Regions from separate parts of the Mus musculus genome. Here region 1 is linked to region 2. Evidence: chromatin contacts called from public HiChIP or PLAC-seq data. All regions are on one chromosome and are shown on one strand. Each heading gives the region's core, a stretch centred on a gene start, on an enhancer-like site or on the middle of the called end of the contact. The rest is flanking DNA. Distances are from core to core; before and after follow the strand shown.

Region 1 (6,651 bases), core at 559-3,058, 220 kb after region 2:
CTCAGAGACTGAACCACCAATCAAAAAACATACACAGGCTGGACCTAGGCCTCCCCGCACATATGTAGCAGATGTGCAGCTTGCACTTCATGTGGGTTCCAAACAACTGGAGCAGGGGCTATCCCAAAAGCTGTTGCCTGCATGTGGGGTGTGTTTTTCTAGCTGGGCTGCCTTGTCTGGCCTCAGTGGGAGAGGAAGTGCCTAACCTGACAGAGACTTGAAGTGCCAGGGTGGGGAGATACCCAAGGGGCCCCCACCCTCTCGGAAAAGAAGGGGAGGGAGAGGAAAAGGATTGTGGGAGGGGAGTGACAGGGGAGGGTGAGCAGGGTGCAAAGCAAATAAGTAAGGAGAGAGAGAGAGAGAGAAAGAGAGAGAGAGAGAGAGAGAGAGAGGAAGGGAAGGGAAGGGAAGGGAAGGGAAGGGAAGGGAAGGGAAGGGAAGGGAAGGGAAGGGAAGGGAAGGGAAGGGAAGGGAAGGGAAGGGAAGGGAAGGGAAGGGAAGGGAAGGGAAGGGAAGGGAAGGGAAGGGAAGGAAAAAGAGAGTGGGTCTTGAAAGCAGAGTGATCACTATTTTCAGTGCTGTCTTAGGGTTTTACTGCTGTGAACAGACACCATGACCAAGGCAACTCTTATAAAGGACAACATTTAATTGGGGCTGGCTTATAGATTCAGAGGTTCAGTCCATTATCATCAATGTGGGAACATGGCAGAGTCCACACAGACATTGGGGCTGGAGAAGCTAAGAGTTCCACCTCTTGTTCTGAAGGCAGCTAAGAGAAGACTGGCGTTCAGGAAGCTAGGACGAAGGTCTTAAAGCCCACGCCCACAGTGACACACCTACTCTACCAAGGCCACACTTCCTAATAGTGCTACTCTCTGGAGCAAGCATATACAAACCATCACAAATGCCAAAGATGAGCAAGATACACACCAGTGAATGAATTGATGAAGAAGGTGTGAAACTGTGCATGTCTCTGTGTATGAACTTGTGTGTGTAATGTGTGTATGGCTTATCTGTGTATCCATGTGTGTCTGTGTGTACATGTGTGTGTGTATGGTGTGTCTGCATATCTCTGTGTGTGTATTGTGTGTGTGTGTGTCTGTATGTCTGTCTGTGTCGGTGTGTATGTGTGTGTTTGTGTGTATGTGTGTCCATGCATGTACACGAGTTTGCCATGGCATACTTCGTTTGGTTGTTTATAGCTCATCCCTGTTTAAGTCAGGCTAAGTAATTGGCTCTAAGCATGTGAGACTTCTATTATCTTACCAGGCATCAAGCCATAGAAGGATGAGGATGCCAGATATAAGGCTTTACATAAGTCATGGAGGTAGGGGGTTGGGGTCTGAATAAAGGTCTTCACCTGTCACTTGGCCATAGTGTTTGGACCAGGCAGTAGCACATGTCGCAGATGGATAACCATTCCTAAGTCTACACCTACTCTGAGATAGGTGGCCTTTGCCACCCTCATTGGACTGCTCCATAGCATTATTGGAAGTTGTGTGAAGTATCTTACCCAGTGCTTGGTTTATCATGAAAGCACTATCTGCTGTTCTCATAATGAGGGCCCTCAGATCAGTGCTGTTCAGCAGTGACAGGTATAACTCCACTCCTTTCTTCACATCCCTCATCAGAAGGTATGGGGGTCCTGGGTTTCAAAGTCAAGCACAGTGGGGCTGTACACTCCTTGGGCAGTTACCCTTTCTTTTGCTTGGATTTCCCAAGTCACTTGCATCCCTATATGGGTCTTGTATCTTGAGACTGAGAACCTCAGTGACACATCCCTCGATAACCCTGAATAGCTGTATTCACCCAGTCTTAGTGAATGGGGAGTTTTTGGCAGAGGAGCTGAGTCCCAGCTGGGCGCTGCCTGCCAGCCAGGCTTGGGACAAAGCTTCTCCAGGTGCTGAGCATCTGCTCTGGGGAGAACCAACAAAGGGTGGGTGGGACCTCAGATAATGAAGAGCTTTGCGTCCTCCCAGGCTTGGGGCTCCGGGCTCGGGGCTCGGGGCTCGCCTTGGCAACAGTCCTTGCCCCTGTTCTTCTGAAAAAGAAGTGTGTGTTGTCGGCACTAGGCAATTATCATTTGTGAATGCTTCCCCCCCCCCCCCATCTTGTGTCATGTCAGACACACATACACACACGCGCATACACACCTTGCTAGCAGAGAGTGTATTCAGGAATTACGAGTGCGAGTCAATCTAGTTTTAAAAATGATGTTGCCATCTAAATTCTATTAACCCTACAATGCAATCTCCCTTCGACCAAAATATTGCAATTTCCTTCTCTTTTCACTTTCTTTTTCTCCGATGTAATTTGATTTCTGCTCTCTTTGGAAGATATACAGTAATCAGGTTAGGCCATCGTCTTCTTCAGTTTGCCCTTACGGCACACTCCCTTCCTATTTCAGGCCATTCTCCACTTCTTCCTTAATCCACTTTCTGCCCAGTGAATATCCCAAGAAGAACTGGACAGAGATAAATCATTTCGCCCTGGAAACTTATCAGGCTGGGGGGACAAAAAAGGGCAGCTGCCTTCCAGAACTCAGAAAATCATGTTAGCCTGAGGTAGTGTGTCTGTTTATTTCTTTTATCTCAGGGATAAATTTCATTGTGAAGGCTGGGTCTGAGTGAATGGCCCAAGAAGTCCTGAACATGAAGAAAGTGCCAGAAATAAAGGAATGTGTTTGCTATCGCAATAGTCCAAACTGGGTTTTAGAAGGGATTATATTTGGGTTTTATTTGTGTGTGTGTGTGGAGGGAGGAATGCGAATTATATAGGTTTTAAATAATGATTCTGCAACCTCAGCTCTTCCTGAGGGCATGCAGGCTTCTTTGTCAACTCCAGAGAGCCTAGAGAGTAATTGATATAACAAGACTGAAGAAATACTGCTTTTTGTGCAACTTAAGGAGTAAACAAATATCTCCTCTTAAAACACTTCTGCTGTTTGCTCTAATAACATGCACCGGATTGCATGAGAACAGACACACCTATGAAAACATTCTGGCCTGCTTTGTTCTTTCTTTTTCAATGTCCAAGAAAATGAAGAATAGAATTACAAACCAGAGTGGGGTAAGTGATGGAGACTAGGTGGCTTGCTTATTTCTCTATCTTTCTATTATCTATCTATGTATCTATGTATCTATGTATCTATCTATGTATCTATCTATGTATCTATCTATGCATCTATCTATGTATCTATCTATGTATCTATCTATGTATGTATCTATCTGTCTATCTGTCTATCTGTCTGTCTGTCTGTCTACCTATCTACCTATCCATCCATTTATCTATCTTTCCCTCTTTTTCTTTCTCTTCCTTTCTCTCTCTTTCTCTTTCTTTCTTTCTTTCTTTCTTTCTTTCTTTCTTTCTTTCTTTCTTCCTTCCTTTCTTTCTTTCTTTCTTTCTTTTTCTTTCTCTCTTTCTTTCACGTGCACGTGTGTGTATGTGTGTGTATATGTGTATATGTGTGTGTATGTATGTGTGTGTATGTGTGGTATATGTGTGTGTATATGTGTGTGTATATGTGTGTGTATGTGTATGTATGTGTGTGTGTGTGCATATCTGTGTGTATGTGTGTGTATGTGTGTGTATGTGTATGTATGTGTGTGTATGTGCGTACATATGTATGTGTGTATGTATGTGTGTGTGTATGTGTGCTCACACGTGCATGCATGAATGAAGGCTTTAGGTGTCCTTTCTCAGAAGCCATCTGCTTCGGTTTGTTTGTGGGGAGGTTATAGGGCTCACACGTTAGGTGAGGCTGGCTGGTCAGTAAACTCCAGGGATCCTTCTCTCTCTGTCTCCATCCCCAAATCTGAGACTTCAAGTACCCACTGCCATGCCTGGCCTTAGACGTCCTCATGCTTGTGCGGCAAGTGATTTACTGTTAAGCTATCGATCCAACCTTCTTTTTTATACACTCTGGTGACATCTTGACTCAAAAGCAAGGGCTTTCTGCCTGTAAGATCTAGTTAAAAGTGACTTGTTTATCCTTTAGGAAAGGAAAATGTAGAAGAGCAGATGGCCTTTTTTATTCTGGCAAGTCAAACCCATACATGGTCAGCTTGGGGAAGGGGGAGCACTGTGGTCTAGAATCATTCAAAGAACTGTTGGTTGGAAAGTGCCATCTCCAACCTCAGGCATCCTGAGCTGCTCACTGGCTCCACAACCTGGTCAGCTCACTGCCTTCTGCACCCTGCCTTTCACATCCTGCCATCTTCACCCACTGGAGCCCCACTGTGCCTTGGCAAAATGGACTCAAAACTGGATGACCATGTATGATATCTTTCTGGTAGGAAGTAGATTACAAACTCCCTCACTGATAGTCCCACAAGTGTGGTTTTGCAGTCTCCCTGTGATTCAAATGTGGAGTTTCTGTACATCTCAAGAACAGGAATGGAGTAAAAAAAAAAATAGTCATACAGGCCCTTCAGCAAAACATTGTACCTTTTTGCTAATATTAAAATTAAGTTGGTCATTGACGTGATAAAGAAATTAACCTAGACTACGTATAAACCAACATTAACCATCTTTTGGTATATGTATGCATGTATATATGTATGTATACATGCATGTATCTCTTTTTATATCTATCCATCTATTTATCTATAATCTATCTATCTATTATCTATCTAATCTGTCTGTCTGAATAGCTATTCTATTTGCTTATCATCTAACATCTATATCAATCAACTATCTATTTGCTACTTGCCTACCTACCTACATATATGTACCTACCTACATACTTATCTATCTACCTATTATCTATATATTATCTATCTATTCTATTGTGATACACAGATCCACCTAGTACATTTTGCCAGTATGTACCCTGTATTTACACACTGTCTTAGCCCGACACTGCCAGGATACTTGATCTCGCTGTTTTAAATGAGCAAGATTGCTACATTAAAATGTATCTTCTTCGACCATGATCATTTAGTCTGCAAGGCTGCAGAGAAGACCCTTAGCAATGAAAGCTGGTGGAGAGTGAACTTATGCACATTGTGAGACAGGCTTGAAGGTTGTGAGGATGTGCCTCAGGCTGCAGGTGATACCTTTGGACTGTTGTCAAGCAGTGAAAAAGGAGCCTGAGGACATCTGTGAAGGGAACAGAGCAGTTATGGAGAACAGGGGAAGATGAGGGCAAGGGGGCATGGCAGAGCAAGGGGCGTGGCAGAGCAAGGGGCGTGGCAGAGCAAGGGGGCGTGGTGATAGATATCCCATCTCAGCACAGGTGTTCTCAGTGCAAATACAAGAAGGGGAACGGTGTCTCTGAAGCAGGTAATACTGCCTGTCCCTCTTACTTCAACACTCAAACTGCCAACCTGTTTTTATTTCAAGCTAGAAATTTCCTTTTCTTGCTGCTTTTAGCATTTATGTCTGAACACTGGGGTGCTGCAATAATGCACTGGGACCATGTACTAGAAAGGAGACGTGGTAACCCTGGGCCCTTCATCACAAAGACTATTTGGAGATATTTTATATAGCTAGAAGCACAACATGAGGCATACAATGTTGCTATGACTAACTGTTTCATTTATTGGGTATTTACCGTAAGAAACTTGACTATTTTTTTTTTTTGATAAGTGACTGTCTATTTACTTGTTCAAATAAAAATGATTTTGTTACCAAAGTTACATGAAATCAGAGTCACTCAAAGGCCTCTGTGGAATCTTCTGTCCATTATCCATCCCTACAGTGTCGGAAGAGGACTTGGGTCCTAATGCTGGTTGTTACTTGGGAAATAAGTCAGGAAAAAAAATCGTTGGCTGAAGTGAGATGATACAGTGTTTCAGGGAATTTGGCCTAAGTCCAGAGCTGGCCTCTGTCACTTTAGTTCTTAGAACACATGGAAGAGGATGACATAGGCACACACTTATGACATCCTACCTTGGTCTCCTTCCTGAAAGAAAAAGGAAATCAAACACAGTGGGAAGGCCTATCTAGAAAAAAGAAAATCACACAGAGAGAAGGATGGAATTCTAGGTGAGGGTCCCATTCGTCCTATCTCCCTCCTAGAACCTACTTCTGGGGTAATGGGCAGATGGGTTTCTCCCTGGATTTCAGTACAAGCAAGTCTATTCTGATGCAATCTGTACACCTGCACACCCATGTGCACATGCATGTGTGTGCATCTCTGCCCTCATCTCTAGATAGGAAAGAAAGAAGAGAGAAGACAAACTGAGGGTAGATGCAGTCAAGAAGGCAGCAAAGGGAAACTGAGAAGCTACTGGAAGCAGAGGGCACAAGAAAGACGGAATGAGGAATTGTGACAACAGATGAAGGCTGGCTGCGGACCACTGTGGTTTGAATATGGAATACTCCCATAAGCTTGTATGTTTCAATGCTCATTCCCAAGCTGGTGGTGCTGTACTCAGGAGCATGATAGAGCCTTTAGGAAGCGGAGCCTTGGAGGGGGAAGAACTTCTCAAAGGAAGGGCTTCGAGGGTTTATGGCCTGGCCCCACTTCCGATTCTCCCTCTCTCCCTCTCTCCCTCTCTCCCCCTCCCTCTCTCTCTCCCCCCACTTCCCGTCGTGGTGGGATACAATCAGTCCTCTCCCTGTTCCTGTCACCATGCATTCCCTGGCTATCGCCATGTCTTCTCCACCCTGATGGAACTCTTTGTCTCTCCGAGTCTCTGGGCCAAA
Region 2 (7,466 bases), core at 532-3,031:
GAAAGACAGCATGCTTATCATGATAGCAATCCCTTGAGACAGGTGTTTTCTTCCCCGTTCATCAGATGAGGAAGTTGAGGGTCACAGATTTAAGAGATGTGGGCAGGGCCACACAACCCTGGACCTCCAATCAGAGACCAAAAACTCAGCTTCCACTCACAGGGAGGTGGGTATTCCCACAGCTTCCAAATGTCATCTCTGCCATTTGCATTCACCTGCCGAAAGAAACTATTAATAATTGCGATCCATCTTGAGGCATCCGCATGAGCTGCTTATAAATGAACTAAATAGGCAAGGTTGCAGGGAGCATGCTAATTGGAAGAGCCAAGGCAGAAGAGCAAGACTTACCTAGGGACTGCCATCTACACCTTTAGGTAAAACCAAACGACATAAAAAAGAAATGTCTACTCACGGACGAAAAGCAGGGTATTGCCCTAGATACGGATGCTCAGATCTGAGCTCCAGTGCACCTCTTGTAAGGAACAAAGCCACAATTAGCTAAAAGATTCCTTTGAGTTATAACCCAATCCACCTCTGGAGAGGGCTCTTGTTTGGGGCTTGGAAGCAAGAATAGTTAAACACACACACACACACTCACACAGAGGAAGCTATTGCAAGATGAAACTAATATAGATGTGGTGATAAATGATTGTCCGTACCCCTGCTGACTTACTCTCTAAATAATGATATAATAATCACTAAAATATAAACTCTAATTAAATACCAAACCTAACAAAGTCAAACAACAGCAAATGATGTTTGACAGAAGCAAAGGTCTTAGGGGAGGTGAGGGGAAGAATTCTAATAAAATCACAGAACTTGGCTGGGGAGGGAGATGGCTCAGGCGATGATAAGATGGCTTGATGCGCAAGTATGGGGCTGGGGTTCCGGTCTTAATAACCCACATTAAAAAACAAACAAACAAACAAACAAACAAATAAAACTGGACATTGTGGTGTAACTCTAAAGCTGATTGGGTGTTAGAGCAGCTGACACTGGAGGATCCCTGAAGGTTGTCAACCAGCCAGTTTAGCTAATTGGAGAGAGACTCTGTCTCCCAAATTAAGGTGGAAAGCAATACAAAAAGACACTCACTGTTGACCTCTGACCTCCACACACACACAAAACCACAGAACTCTATGATGTCAAGCAAAAGAAAAAAAAACCATGATATCATTTCTTTTAGTTTCTCATAGATAGGTAAACTGGGGCCCAGGAAGGTTTAAGTTAAGGTAAGCCTTCCTGCTGATACAGTCGTAAGGCAAGAAAGAGACTGGACCTCCAGGACAGAATTTCCCCCAAAGCCCCTCCTCCTCATTCCGCTGTGTGTTGGAAAGCTATTCCACTCCGAGTCGTATCTTAAAAACAGCATTAAACATTCTATAAATATTAAATTCCTTTTTAATAATTTTCTAATGCACAGGGGCCTATTTGAAGCAAGGGGTCTGGTTTTGATTCCTTTTGGAAAACAGAACACTGCTCAGGAGTTTAACCTAGTATTGAGTGAAATATTAACAGGCCATATAATGGTTTCAGTGTTTCTTCAGGAAAGCCAAACAGAACTCAAAAAGGCATATCCCCCGGGCCTTCCGGTGGTGGTGTTCCTGGAACGCACAGTCAACTCCACGGTCTACTCCACAAACCCGTCACTGTTAAGTAACTCATCAGCAAATAAAGAGGAAATTACCAAAGGGGATTTGCCAAGCAATTAGTTCTCTGAAGCAGATGACATACAACTGTTCTGGGGAGGAGCTTCCCAGCTAGTCATATGTCAGACTCAGAGCCTAGTAATCTGTAAATAAAAATGCACGGTGCACGATTACAGCTGTGATGGAGGCTGGAGCTGCCAGCCGAGCTCACTGACAGTCGATCTCAGGGCCTTTCTGACTCCGTGTGTTTGTAAAGGGGGAGGCACTGCCACCAGAGATAAAAGCAACCCACAATAAATGTCACCCAACATCCAGAAGACAACCAGGGTGCCTACGCATCACCTGGACACAAACTAGCAACGATTCACTGGCTGATCCAGGGCAGGAGAGCATAGGCTAGACCCAGAAAGGCAAGCACATGAAGGGCCATGAGAACTACAGCCGACAGCCTCTGGCTGCACGTATTGTTCTTAGACCATGTCCTGAGTGACACCCCACCACCTGTCATCCTGGGAGAGATATCTCGCTCCTATCTGCCAAGTCGTGCAAGGTGAGCGATGACCCAATGAAGCTCTCCCCAGCAGTCAAAAGTTCAGCAGCTCCCCGGGACTCCGTGTGGAACAACATCCCGAGCCAACTTAAGCCAATCCCCCAAAGCAGATAAGCAGAGAGTGCCGCCGTCATCATTTTCTTCAATTAATAATTATCGAAAGCACGAAGGACTCTAGGGCCCTCGCAGGGAAGAAAAGGAAGAGAGATACAGGCAGCTTGAATCAGAAGCTCACGGGAGTCTCTGGTCAGAGAGGCCAGCTTGGAAGTGGGGAGCTTGTGGCGTCAGAACCATCCCCGATTTTGGTTTCTGAGCACGCGCAGTGCCTGAGTTATGGCTCACTTATCATCCATGGCTGTCTTTGCTTTCTGTATCTAACTGTAAGCTTCTTAATATAGATAGGGCTCAGGGCTTGCGCATAATTCAGAGCCACCGGGATCTGTCCAAGCTGAGGTCACTTAACTCCCAGCAAAGATGGGTAAGTTATTCACCCTCTCCTGTGCCACAGTTTCTACATGCACAGAACTTCTTGTTTTTAATATTGTTAGTTTTGTATTTAATATTTTCATCCTTAGCCACTTGGGCAATACGAAGAGTTCATGTAAACAACTCAAGTGAAAACAAAACAAAATAAAAGCATTAAACAATCTTCAGGCTTTCCCTAAGTTCATGTAAATAGACTGCCCCTTTGCACAAAGATAACGTTCAACGGTGCCCTGCCCTGTGTGCCATGGACTCTTAGGCTAACTTTCCCCCCAGAAGCAAGGCCTAACAAAGATGTGTATTTATTTCAACAGTATCTTAAGTAGTCCAAGCTTACTGTGTAAATGAGGCTGGCTTTGAACTCCCAATCTGCCTGCTTCCAACTCCTAAATGCCAGGATTACAGGAATATACAATCCTGCTCAGCTCGAGTCTATATTTCTTTATCATCTATAGAATATTAAGTGAGAAGTCAATTTGTTAAAGAGCTGTGTCTGGTATCATTGGCTTTTTGTGTGTGTGCACGCACACACACACACACACACATATATATATGCATGTATGTGTGTTTATTATATATTATATATGCATTATATGTGTATATGTATATATATGTGTGTATATGTATACATATATGCATTATATATTTTTTCTCACATTTAAAAGATCCTATAGAAAGCCTCTAGGAACTCATCAAAAGTTATGAAGCACACACATACTAATATGAGTTATCAGAAATACAGTTACTAAATGGCCACGAATGAACAATGGCTAACTTGTTAAGTGGCTGACACAATGAGATTCACGCCTGTCACATGAGAAGAGTCAATCGGTGGAAAAGATCAAAGAAATGCTGGAACTGTTGCTAATAGGTACAGGGCCACCCGTTGAAAGTCTTCAGAAAGCCTCCTAGAGGAAAGTACGAGAGCAGTATTTGTTTTAAGTAAAAGGAGACACTGCAAGGGCTGAGCATCAAAAGTAGCGTTCATTTTCATACACACACACGTTAGAGCAAGCTAAAATGAGCTCCTGTTCCTAGTTTATAAAAGAAAAACTGTTTCAACAAGATTCCATGGCACTGCATTGAACACAGAATTTCTAGGGTTCTGGAGAGAACCTAACAGAAGAGACCTCCAACCACAACCCCCCCCCCAATCCACGAATCACCCCTGCATCAACCCAATTCCTCTTGCCACCCCAGCTGGTGAAGAACTGACAAAGGCTGAGCCATGCAAGCCTTCAAGCTCCCCTCCTCGCTGCCTCTTACCTTCTCCCTCTGCATTCAACACCAGCTCCCGCATCCTTGGAGTCAGTCATGCCCTGTGTGTGAGCACTCCTCTGTCAGGCAGAAGACCCCAAAGGCCAAGTTCAAACCCTTTGTACGCCAACGACGCTTCCAAACTGCTTTGTGGACTGACCTCTCCACTGATCCCATACCCCCACCAGTCTCCCTGACTTCTGAAACTCAAGAGCACCCTCCACTTTCAGCCACAGTTGCCCAGCCTACATCCTACATCCAAGCAGGCATTGGCTTGTTGTCTCAGCCACTGGCAAGACTTTCCTCTGCCTCTCTCCATCTCTTCCCACAGAAGTGCAATCCAGCCTTCAGAGCCCAGATCATGTGATCCTCCTCCTCCTCACAGTCTTTCCTAAACTCCCACCACCTTTCAGAATTCCTTCCGGGTCAGAGTGTACCCCCTAGCAAGTACAACCCAACCCCCTCAGCTTTGTTAACTATTCCGGGTGCACTCCTTCTTTCTCTCCCCTGGTCACGAAGAATGGATAATCTCCGGTAGCTCCTGTGCTCTTTCATGTCCAGAGCACCATGAAGGAGTTGAAAAGAAAATACACAGCAAATATATGAATGAATCATTTCTTTATATAGATAGTAGCTGTGAATAAGTTAGGTCATAGCTGGCTCAGCTGTATCATACTCATAAAATAACAAGAGCCAGAAATAATAATCCAGACTTTCATTTAAAAGAATAACTTGAATATATCAGGATGCTACAGGATACTCTCTCCCTGCCCACATACAGCCATCAACTGTGTGGACCATAATGAGGCCATTATGTATGCAAGATGCTTAGATAATGCATATACGTTCCTTTTCAACGCAATCAGAGAGAAGATCAACGGCCTAACACTGTTCAAGGTGACACTGCACCATTTTGTCAGTAAGACCCTGAGTCTCCACATGACGCTTACCTTGTTTGTGAGTCTAGAAACCCCTGCACCTCAATAAGCCGCCCCAAGATAAGAAAGACTCCTTGGCTGCCTGTCTTGTTCACGAGAGAATTCTTGAGATACCTTGCTATAGATAATGACTCTCTTCAAATACCACAGGTTTTACAAAGACAAGAACGCCTCACCCCATATGCACCTGAGCCATACGCCTAAGACTTCAACGTGAAAGTCTCCTGCCTGGCAAAATGGGTCCCCCTGAAGGGGGGAGCAACAGTAAGACACCCCACCCTGCCTGCTCACAGACACCTGCAGATCTTACAAGGTGTCACCTTGCAGTAACTAGACATCACTCTGTTTCCATTGACAACAGTCGTTCTCCGTCTTCCTTGATGCTCTGACCCTTTAATACAGTTCCTCGTGGTGTGGTGACCTCCACCCTTAAATTCATTTTTGTTCCTACTTCATAAGTGCAGTTTGCCACGATTATGAATTGTAATGCAAATATCTGTGTTTTCCGATGGCCTTAGGCCACCCGTGTGAAAAGGACCATGTGGTTGAAAACCACTGATTTAAAGGGAGCCTCTCAAATACACAATCAATAGACTATAAAGAGCTCATTTGCATAATTCAAAAGAATATGATGCTTTTGGAGTGCTAACTCGCTCCGTCTCTGCTCTGCCCCACAGGGGTTTCTTGGAGTCTTCCTTTCTTTCTGTCCTGGGAATAGAACCAAGGGCTTCACACATGCTAGGCAAGTGCCTTCTCATTGAGCTATATTGCCAGACTTCAAGGTTTATTTTCTAAGGCTTAAAAACAACTGGTAGTCAAGCCTCTCTTTAAAATATATTCAAACTGCAAATAACTCATCATCAGCCAATCTCACTACAATGCACAAAGCAAAAAAAAAAAAAACAAAACAAAACAAAAAAAAAGCATCCTACCACAGGAGAGTTAACGTAAGTTCAGATTTAAACTTCAGAAAAAATAAATAGAACCCATATTGGCTTTGGAGAGCCGCAAGTACCTACAGGGTTGGTCCAAAGGTCAAGGTTTTTTACTTGTTCCTAGTCATGTATGATCCAGGAACAGCCATGGGACAACAAGACCATTATAATCACCCTGTCTAGAGACAAGCTATGTGTTAAGAATGAGAGCTTATGTGAACAGCCATAGCCACATGCCAAGCACATTCAATTCCATCCTCACAGTAGCCCTCTGTGGTCCCCATCTTGTATGGAGAAACTGAGGCATGACCAGGATACAAGTATGTGTGTGATTGGAGTAGCAACCTGAGGTTTGAAGTCCAGACACTCTGGCAAGTGACAGAGCTTCGGGGTGTTATCTCAGAGGCCATTGAGTTCGTGCTTGGCTTAAAATAAATGGTTCTGGGGTGTCGGCACCAAAATCTGGTGAATTTGCTTGGGAATTTTGGTTTGACTCAGGCTATATCCCAAGCTACTACTCTAGAACTCACTAAGCAAGTGAAGATAGCCCCAAACCCTAAGGTCCTTCTTCCTCAGCGTGCCCCATCATGTGTTATGACTAAAGACATGCGCCACCACGCCCCCACTCCACTGGATCATTTTTTTAAATGAGCACTTTAGGTAACACCAGTATCTACCTTTTGCCGAGTGAATTTTGAAATCCTCAACTTGGGGTATGTGGTTTGGTAAGAGGACTTTCTGCTTCTCACCAAGAAAGGAACATTCCAGAAACACTTCCTTCATTCCAGGAGATCAGCAGGGAACATTGAGGAGGTCTAGGGTGGAGCCCCAGATTCTGTCTGAAAGTCTCTCAGTGAGTCTGTTACCCAGCCAGCCTTTGGAACTTCTGCTGTTGCCTGGCTTCATCATTTCAAGCGAAACTGCTCAAAAGGCAGAGGAAATCGATCCCGTTTTCTATTTCCCAACCCTCCTTGGTTGTGTAGCCCAGTGTCCCCAGGATCTTCCAGCCCCACGTTCTAGATGAATTCCATTCTCTCTGGATTTCACAGAAAGGCAGAGGCCTCCTGTCTGCTCTTTAACAGAGAACCATGAGTCAACAGTCCTTGCTTACCCACTGTTTCAAGGCTCTCTCAGCCAGAAAAATTTACTGTATGTGAGGAAATCAGGAAGTTGTAAAATCCAAACAGACACAAACAAACCCAAGACTCAACAACTCTTGGTTGCCGCTGACCCAACAAACTGTTCTCTGTTTCCCTGAAAATGTAGCTTGCTATAGTGAGAACCTTAAAAACGTGAGAACTGACACTCAAGGCAGCTAGCAGCTTAGTGTTCTTTACCTAAAATAATCAGGGAGAAGCCCCAGTCAGCAATCATTGATCCTCACAAATTTGATGCAGATTTCTTCCCAAACCATAGACCACAACTACAGATAGTTTCATCCAAGTTTAACAACACAGAGGCACACACACACACACACACACACACACACACACACACACACACACACACCCCTGGGCAATTTTCCATACACTATAGTTTCAAAGGAAATTATATTTCACAGTTAACAGAGTACACGTCTAGAGAGCAACCATCCCAAGTCAGACTTTATCCTCAGATGGAAAAAAGAAAAACATTGTAAAACTCTCACCTGACA

The links. HiChIP or PLAC-seq counts read pairs in DNA pulled down with a chosen protein or histone mark.
Region 1: a contact with region 2 is called in an H3K4me3 HiChIP or PLAC-seq map of embryonic basal ganglia, with 2.8 times the contacts expected there. The contact joins two enhancer-like sites. A contact is called at or near these places in 1 of 15 datasets of contacts at CTCF or cohesin (the NIH/3T3 cell line), 1 of 484 Hi-C or Micro-C datasets (cerebral cortex) and 4 of 115 datasets of contacts at active chromatin or transcription factors (embryonic basal ganglia, embryonic forebrain, fibro-adipogenic progenitors and 1 more).

Annotation. Positions count from the first base shown.
Region 1 is chr13:46,171,418-46,178,068 of GRCm38.p6, forward strand. No RefSeq gene overlaps it. Among named protein-coding and RNA genes, the nearest start is that of Stmnd1, 99 kb to the right of the region's middle. Within about 2 kb of position 1,809, at least 24 of the 459 cell types and tissues checked have an H3K27ac peak or open chromatin away from gene starts, as enhancers often do. A contact at or near this core is called in embryonic basal ganglia, where this site is marked.
Region 2 is chr13:45,948,995-45,956,460 of GRCm38.p6, forward strand. Atxn1 (ataxin 1) reads right to left here. Exons shown (of 8, transcript NM_009124.6): 2 at 7,461-7,466. Among named protein-coding and RNA genes, the nearest start is that of Atxn1, 12 kb to the right of the region's middle. Within about 2 kb of position 1,782, at least 46 of the 459 cell types and tissues checked have an H3K27ac peak or open chromatin away from gene starts, as enhancers often do. A contact at or near this core is called in embryonic basal ganglia, where this site is marked.